Regions from separate parts of the Pan troglodytes genome. Here region 2 is linked to region 1. The links are chromatin contacts, called in public Hi-C maps. All regions are on one chromosome and are shown on one strand. Each heading gives the region's core, a stretch centred on a gene start, on an enhancer-like site or on the middle of the called end of the contact. The rest is flanking DNA. Distances are from core to core; before and after follow the strand shown. Region 1 holds the start of GRK1 (G protein-coupled receptor kinase 1). Region 2 holds the start of CDC16 (cell division cycle 16).

What was found. A called contact is a pair of places that touch in the nucleus more often than the background predicts.
Region 2: a contact with region 1 is called in a Hi-C map of stem cell-derived neural progenitor cells, with 4 times the contacts expected there. The contact joins the promoter of CDC16 here to the promoter of GRK1 in region 1. A contact is called at or near these places in 1 of 7 Hi-C or Micro-C datasets (stem cell-derived neural progenitor cells) and 1 of 1 datasets of contacts at active chromatin or transcription factors (stem cell-derived excitatory neurons).

What each region holds. Positions count from the first base shown.
Region 1 is chr14:119,308,237-119,312,529 of NHGRI_mPanTro3-v2.0_pri, reverse strand. It overlaps GRK1 (G protein-coupled receptor kinase 1), which reads right to left and starts at 1,905. Exons shown (of 7, transcript XM_016925623.4): 1 at 875-1,905. The coding sequence starts at 1,573.
Region 2 is chr14:119,855,414-119,859,264 of NHGRI_mPanTro3-v2.0_pri, reverse strand. It overlaps CDC16 (cell division cycle 16), which reads right to left and starts at 1,600. Exons shown (of 19, transcript XM_009441183.5): 1 at 1,340-1,600. The coding sequence starts at 1,387.

The sequences.
Region 1 (4,293 bases), core at 656-3,155:
GCGAGAACACGCAGATGTTCCAGGGCCTCCGCCCAGCGCCGTGAGCACCTGGTATTTCACCTTCACTGAGGGTTGAGGTTCCGCAGAGCCAGGGTGCACAGTGGCTGCTGCTTAACCCTAAGAGCTTCCTGTGCACTCAACACAGCTGCGTGGTGGGAGAGGGGCCAGGAGCCACGTGGAGTCAAAGTGCAGGGGGCTGGCTCAGGAGATCACGTCCACACCCGGCGCAGCCGCTGCCTCTCACCCTTAAGACCTGTAAGCAGCTTCTGCTGATCCTGCCCCAGATGCACAGTCTGACGCCAGTGGGCAGAGCGGATGAAACTTAGAGCGGCCTGCGTGCCCGTCGCTCACTCCCACCCCCGAGGACAGCGCACTCAGGGGAACAGTTCCTGCCCCCGGCGTCACGCCAGGCTCCGCCTCACAGAAACTGTCATCAGAGCGAGGCTGCCTCTGTCCTGCCTCAGTTCCTCCTGCATTCGCTGCGATCAGAGGAGCCAGGGCCCTGGAAAGTCTTCCACAGTCATGGCAAAGAATCCGGAGACCCTGCCCCTCTTCAGCCTCCCCTGAGAGGTCCTCTTTCCCCCACACTTGAGGCTAGTCTGTGGTTGGTGAAAAACCGACGAGTGAACGTGGCACGTCCCCACCCAAAAATGTGGAGGTCACTTTCCGAGGAGGGACTTCTGCACACGGACTGGAACTGCTCGTAACCGCACGGCCGCGGGGCGCCCACGTGGCGAGGCTGGCATGCATGCTCCCTTAGGCACCAACTGTTAAGGGCCCCGGAGCCGACAGTGACCTGGGGGCCCTCTGCACCCTGCCGCCCCATCCCTGCACGCTGCCACCCCATCCCTGCTGGCCGGGTCGCGCTGCTCACCTGGTAGCCCTTCCTCTTCTTCAGCCGCTTCTTGTTCAGCTTCTTGCAGGCATACAGCTTGCCGGTCGCCTTCATCTGGCAGGCCGACACCTCCCCAAAGCCCCCTTTCCCCAGGACCCTGAAGTCCAGGAACCAGTCCTCCCCCATGGGCTGGGCTTCCAGCCACTTCCACTGCAGGAACCTCAGGAAGTACAGGCTGCCCAGGTACTCCTGGAAGGGGGCTTGGCCCAGGTGTGCCAGGGTGGCCTGCAGCAGGGGCTGGAAGAGCCCGTCCTGGATCTCCACAGGCCCCTCCTTAAACTTCGCCACCGTCCCCTCATCCAGGAAGCTGCAGAAGAGTTTGGCCTGGGGGTCCAGGTACTGGGCCAGGATGGTCTGGGCCTTCTGTGGCTGGAGGTCATTGTCTGCCGTGTCATAGTCCTCGATGTCTTTCCAGAGCTCCAGGGCCGGCAGGTGCTTCCCTGCCGATTGCAGGAACTGCTGAAAGAGCTTCTTGCCGATGGGCTGCTCCAAGCACACACTCTCAAACTCCAGGCTGAGGCTGTCGCGGAGGGACTCACACTTGGACAGCGGGGGCAGCTTGAGCTTGGCCAGGTACTTCTTGTCCCGGGAGGGTTGGGAGCTGCTGCCGTCAAAGCTGCCTCGGGCGGCAATGAAGGCAGAGTTGGCCACCACGGTCTCCAAAGACCCGAAATCCATCCCGGAGCTTCCTGCCCGCTTCAGGCGTGAGGGCCCATCGGCTGAGGCCAAGCCGGCGGCACTCACAGACAGAGCAGGCCTGACCGCTGCCCTTGGCCTGTGGCCCGTCCCTGCCCTTGCTGGACGAGAGAGACGCCCTGGCCCTGTCGAGGGTTCCTGGGGACCACTGGGAAGCCCCTGGGAGCCCGAGGCTGACACAGCACCAGGCTAAATCCCAGTCGGGGTCACGGAGGACGCTTAGGAGTGGCAAGAAGGTGCTAGAAAAAGACAATCCCCTGAGCTGCTTGGAATCCGATTAGATCATTCTGCCCGGCCCCTTCCTCTAAGGGGCCGCCTCACTTTTCCCCTGAGAAGGACAAACAACCACCAGGCTTCTGGGGCCCCTGGCTGGAGAGGCACTCAAAGCTCTGTTCTGAGCTGCTCCATCCAGCCCCTGGCTTCAGCAGCCAGGCTCAAGCCTGCTGTTTCCTTGGGATGTGGGCCTGACGGAGAGGATGGTGCCAGAAGAAACCGTAATTTACAAAGGCTGTTTTTCCCTATTTTTATTTTTAAGAAAATAGCAAATGAGAAGAAAACCACCTGATAATAGGAATTTAGAGAGGAAAAAAAGCCCACAGTGACCAGCTTCGTGGGGGTCTGTAGGTGAGACCACCAGCGCTTACTGAGGGGTCAGTTCCCAGTCATTTGTCTTCTTCTCACCTGGGGTTTGCAGGCAAGGCAGGATTATCAAGAGGCAGTTGCTGGTGACACCAGGACCAGGGAGCAGAAGATCCCCGGAGCTACATCAAACCAAGGCCCCACTCAGAGGGACCCATATGGAATACAGCTGGGGCACACCTGGGACACACCTGGAATCCACCTGAGAAACACCTGGGGTACACCTGGGGCACATCTGGGACACACCTGGGACACACCTGGGGGACACCTGGGACACACCTGGGGACACCTGGGACACACCTGGGGGACACCTGGGACACACGTGGGATAGCTGGGACAGCTGGGGAACACCTGCAACACACCTGGGGCACACCTGAGACCTGGGACAGCTGGGACAGCTGGGGAACACCTGGAACACACCTGGGGCACACCTGAGACACACTTGGGACAGCTGGGACACACCTGGGGTACATCTTGGACACACCTGGGACAGCGGGGGCACACCTGGGGCACACCTGAGACACTTGAAATGCAGCTGGGGGACACTTGGGACCCACCTGAGACACACCGGGGGCACAGCTGGGGCACAGCTGAGACACACCTGAGATACAGCTGGTGCACATGTAGGACACCTGGAAGACCTGAGGCACACCTGGGATATGCCTGGGGCACACCTGAGACACCTGAGACAGCTGGGGCACACCTAGGACACACCTGGGCTGCACCTGGGGCACACCTGGGACACACCTGGGATGCACTGGGGGGCACACCTGAGACACCTGAAATGCAGCTGGGGCACTTGAGACCCACCTGAGACACACCTGGGGCACATCTTGGACACACCTGGGACAGCTTGGGCACACCTGAGACACCTGAAATGCAGTTGGGGAACACTTGGGACCCATCTGAGACACACCTGGGGCACACCTGGGATACAGCTGGTGCACACGTAGGACACACCTGGGACAGCTGGGGCACATCTGAGACAGCTGAGGCACACCTAGGACACACACCTGGGGCACAGCTGGGACACACTGGAGACAGCTGAGGCACACCTAGGACACACACCTGGGGCACACCTAAGACAGCTGAGGCACACCTGGGATACAACTGGGGCACACCTGAGACACACCTGGGACAGCTGGTGCACACTTGGAGCACACATGGAATGCAACTGGGGCACACCTGCAATGCAGCTGTGACACACCTGAGACAGCTGGGGCACACCTGGGACAGCTGGGGCACACCTCGGACACACGTGCAACACACCTGGGACACACCTGGGGATGGTCACACCAATAGGATTGTCAGCTTCATGAGGGCATGGCCCTGCCTGTCTTATTCCAGCACACAGTAGGTACTCAATAAAGGTTTGGAGAAGAATGAGGAGGAATTCAGCAGGGGATTGGTTCCAGCTCACACAGGGAGGAAGCAAAGGGTCACAGAAAGGAAGAATGCCGGAGCATAGAGAGGTGGAGACTGTCAGCCCACCCCATTCCACGCGGGAGAAGAGGCAACTGTGGGAGGGCACTGGGGGCTGCACCTGGCAGGGTCCTGTGTAGCAACCAAGGAGGCTGAAGCGAGGGTCTGCAGACTGAGCCGACATCCCCACGGTCTCCTGAGGGCTTTGGCAGGTGGATCACGAGTAAATATTTGAGGTGAGTGATATCCCATCGTTCGCCAGGAGCCCTGCACGGGCCCAGCCCTGCCCTTCACAGCAGTGACCTTGGGCGGATCACGTTAACTCCTTCCTGCCTGCTCACCCAATGGGGCAACTGTGGTGCTTTGTGAAGTGTAGCCGTCTCTGCTGACATCTCGCTGCCTGTCCTGGTTCATGCCTCAAACAGCTACACACATGAATCCCCCGGAGACCTTGCTGGAATAAAGAGTCTGCTTCAGTGGCCAGGTGGGCCAAGACTGTGCACCTGTAACAAGCTCGCAGGTGGTGCTGATGCTGCGGAGGCGCGGGGTCTGAGGAGGGCAGCTTCCTGTTGGACTGGGGGCCGTTCCACCTGCAGTCATGTTGGGAAGCGTTCGCTTAAATGAAGTTCAATATGTTAAGC
Region 2 (3,851 bases), core at 351-2,850, 550 kb before region 1:
CACGTAGTTCAGTGTCGCAATACAAATATTCCTGTAATATCTTTGTATATGCAACTTATGAAGGTAATTTTTTAAAACTCATACACTGTAAAAATGTATCGTGAAACATACAAGTGAAATGCAAGTGAAACAGCAAAAGCTAGTCATTAACAATTCATGTGTGATTTATATAACACTTTCAACGAGCTGTTAATGAATCCCAAAGTGAAATTTAGAAGACAGAACACTATACTCAAATACCTTATATAACACAGTGGCAGTTTTAATAACACTCAAGTTTAAAAACACACACACATAAATTAACTAAGCTTCACTGAACATGGGGAAGAACTCACCTCCTCCAAGTCTAACAAAAATGAAGGAGCCGACAATGAGGGCCACCCACAGTGACCTACGGCTAGCTTTAGACCCTGTTCTGCTCCTCAGTCCTCAGTCTTCTACAGTCTCTGCCTCAGTTCCCCTGGAGACAAGCCAGGACCACTGCTGCTAGCCCGAGGCAGGAGGAATGCCAACGGGATAGTTATAAATATGCTCAATACCGGTGTCTCTGGCTGGAAACCGGGCCTGTCATATTCCTCACTACGTCTCCGTACCGAAGAAAAAGTGATCAGAAAACACTGAATTCAACTGACTCATGGTAAATAAAAACACAGCCCTCCAAATGGACCGCAAACATTTGGCCACGTCAGTTAGCACCCAATTCCGAAAACTCTGTATTACCATGGCTTTTCTTTCCCTTTCTTTCCAATTTCCTGAAAGAGCAAGCATTTCAACAAAAAATAAACAACAATATAGATTAAACTGATGCTGCTGATTCTCGAAGACACTTCTTGCCTTAAACGCTCTCTGCTATTCAAAGGTAGTGCAGAGAACACAGACATAGTTAACGAGAATTTTTAAAGTACTGATTTGAGACAACAGGCTTCTTCACATCTTTATTCACTTAAATTCAGCCCAATAAAAATTACAACTAAACCTCTCAAAAATGTTTTATTAGCTAGCCCTGCAACTTTCCTCCAAAAATTGTCCTTCAACTTGCACTGAGTAGTCAGTGTTTCCTGGGCACCTCCTCCGCGCCAGGTGCAGAACGAGGCTCAGACCCGACTGAGGCGCCCCGTGCGCTCGGGGGCCTCCACTCCCCGGGCTGTGCCCCTCCCAGCTGCAGGGACCGCTCCCTTCTGGGCGAGGCGGAGACAGCGCTGCTGGCCCCAGATGAAGGCCCAGGGCTGGCCCAGTCCTTCCCCACCAAGAGCCCCGACAACAGTCACCCCAGCCCCACGCCGCGCGGAAAAAGACCCGGCGAGGCCTGGGCCCCGCACCCCGAGTCGGGGCCGCCCACCTGGTCGAGGTACTGCCGGACGCGCTTCCGCAGCCGCTCTAGGTTCATGGCGGCGCGGGCCCGGCCTCACGCCGCACTCCGCCGCCAGGCGCGCGCCTCCTGCACGCTAAGCGCCCCGCCCCGTGCCCGTGCCCGTGCCTGCGCCCGCCGCCGCCGCCCCAGGACTCGAAGGCCGCGGACTCGAAGGCCGCAGGCCCCCACCCACACCCGCACCCCCCACCCAGTCACCGTGCACTGCCCAGGCTCTTCCGCTCCAGGCAGGCCCCGCCCCGGAAGTCCACAGCAAACGAGTCCCATGTGGCGCGGGAAAACGGACCCGAGTTGTTGGTTCCGATGCCTCTCCTGGCACGTGGGCTTCTGGTTGCCTTGGGGCGAGAGCGCGGCCTCCCTGGAATCGCTGCGGCGCCTCTGGGCATTGGCGAGAGAGTCAGGAGGGCTCGGGGCCGGACCACCCACCCGGGCAAAAAAGCAGGTGGCTGCTGAGCCTTCTTTCCCCAGAATGTAGTCAACATTTTAAAAATAAGAGCAACGCACTCTCATTACAAAAAAAAAAAAAAAATTGTGTGCACAAACAGCAAATGAAGTCAAAGACACCCTCGGGAAAAATTTGAAACCTATCACAAAATGCGAATTTCCTTATAATGTAGAGCCAATATTCCCTTTACATATATGTAATAAGTCAGTGGGAAGAGACCAATGGCTCAGGAGAAAGACAGGCAAAAAACAGTTCACGGGGAAAGAAATGCAAATAGACTTTAACATACGAAAGAAAGCCCAACTTAATTCATAATAAAAATTAAAATTAGAGTACCACTTTTCATATGTTAACAAAGATCACAAAGGTTGATGACACTGCTAGCAGGAATGTCGGGAAGCAGGCACCCTCAAGTTTTGTGAGTGGTATTGGTATACTCTCTAGGATGAACGAGTTGGAATATCTTCCAAATTTAAAGGTGTTCGTGCTGTTAAACCTAACGATTTTTATTTTGGGAAATATACCATGGATTTGCATTTTTGCATGTGTGCAAAATGACCTGTGGTTTCGTTTGTAACAGCAAAAGATTGCAGACAATTTAAACACCCATGAAGTATGGAACTGAGTAAATAGATCATGATACGCTCACGTAATGGAATACTCGCTGGCTGTTCAAAAGAACAGTCAGCTTTGCATGGACATTGAACGATCTTCAGGATATAGTATGTGGGAAAAAGCAAGTATAGGATCGTGTTTATCGTATGCCTGCATTTGAGTAAAATACGAATTTAATGATAGGTAGAAAAATCCCTAAACTGTCCCAGGAAGGAAAAATGAGAAAACCGGCAAGCGCAAGGCCTCTGGAAGGAGTGCTGGAAGATGAGAGATGGTAGAAGTGGGAGAGGTACTTCCTTGGATATCTTTTTGTGCTTTTGAATTTCAGTCAATGTGCATATATTACCTTTTGTGAAATTAAATCATTCAAACTTAAAATAATTTAAACTTAAAGCTGTTGGAACTTTGAATTACCTGAGCCTTGAGGGGAATGTGGCTACGTGGCCTAGGTCATGCCACACGCAGCTGTAACTTCTGCCTTTTTCCCTGTAAATAATAAAGACCAAATGGCACCGGAGATAAGACCCCCTCAGATCACTACCCCTCCTCATGGAGTTATAACGCAATCTTCCTTCAAATACAGAGATCCCTAACCAATGGAACCGCTGCGGCGCGTGCCCCTGGCCTCGTGTAAAAACTGTGGTGATCCTGCTGGAGCTTCTGTCTCCGCCTGGTAAGAGAAACCTGAGCTCCACTTGGAAAGGCTGACCCCATTTGTCCAGGTGGCCATTCTCGGGCTCTGTGCTCAAATACACACTATATGTAATCATATTTCTGAATCTCATTATTAAGGTTGACAGTTTTAAAAAGTAAATATAACTTTTATAAATATAAAAACCTAAAAGAGTAAAAAAAATTCAAAGAAGCAAAAAAAAAAAAAAAAAACTTGCTGTAAAGAATCCCACCCACTCAAAAATTGTCTCACGCTACTGTAAGTAATCTGCCGTGTAATTTTCTATGTGTGTGTATACATATGTGACTGGGTAATATTTTGAAGTTGTGTTTAAAAATTCGTCCCCCTGTATGTTTCCTTTTCCTCCTCCTTTCCCACTTCTGCAGGCAGGCAGTAATCAACTCTGCTCATTAACTTGGGGCAGGCATGTGGTGAGGTGTGTTTTAAGCCATATTTTCAACGACTTCTATCCATTTAATGAGATTCCTAGTTAACCAAAAATGAGTGACTGAGGCAAATGTCTCCATCAGTAGAAGTCTGATGATGGGCCCGGGAAAAACGCAAGCCACAGAAGCATCAACTGTGCCATCCAAATAGGGTTATGGGGACTGGGTGTTTAGGAGGAGACGGCAAGCAGGAGGAAAAAAAGGGAGGGGTCCGCAGTGATGCTCTGATTAGTGCTCAGTAAACCAACAATTTACATAAGATGAGGCAAACATCTGACAAGAGGGAGTAGAGGAAAGAGTTAT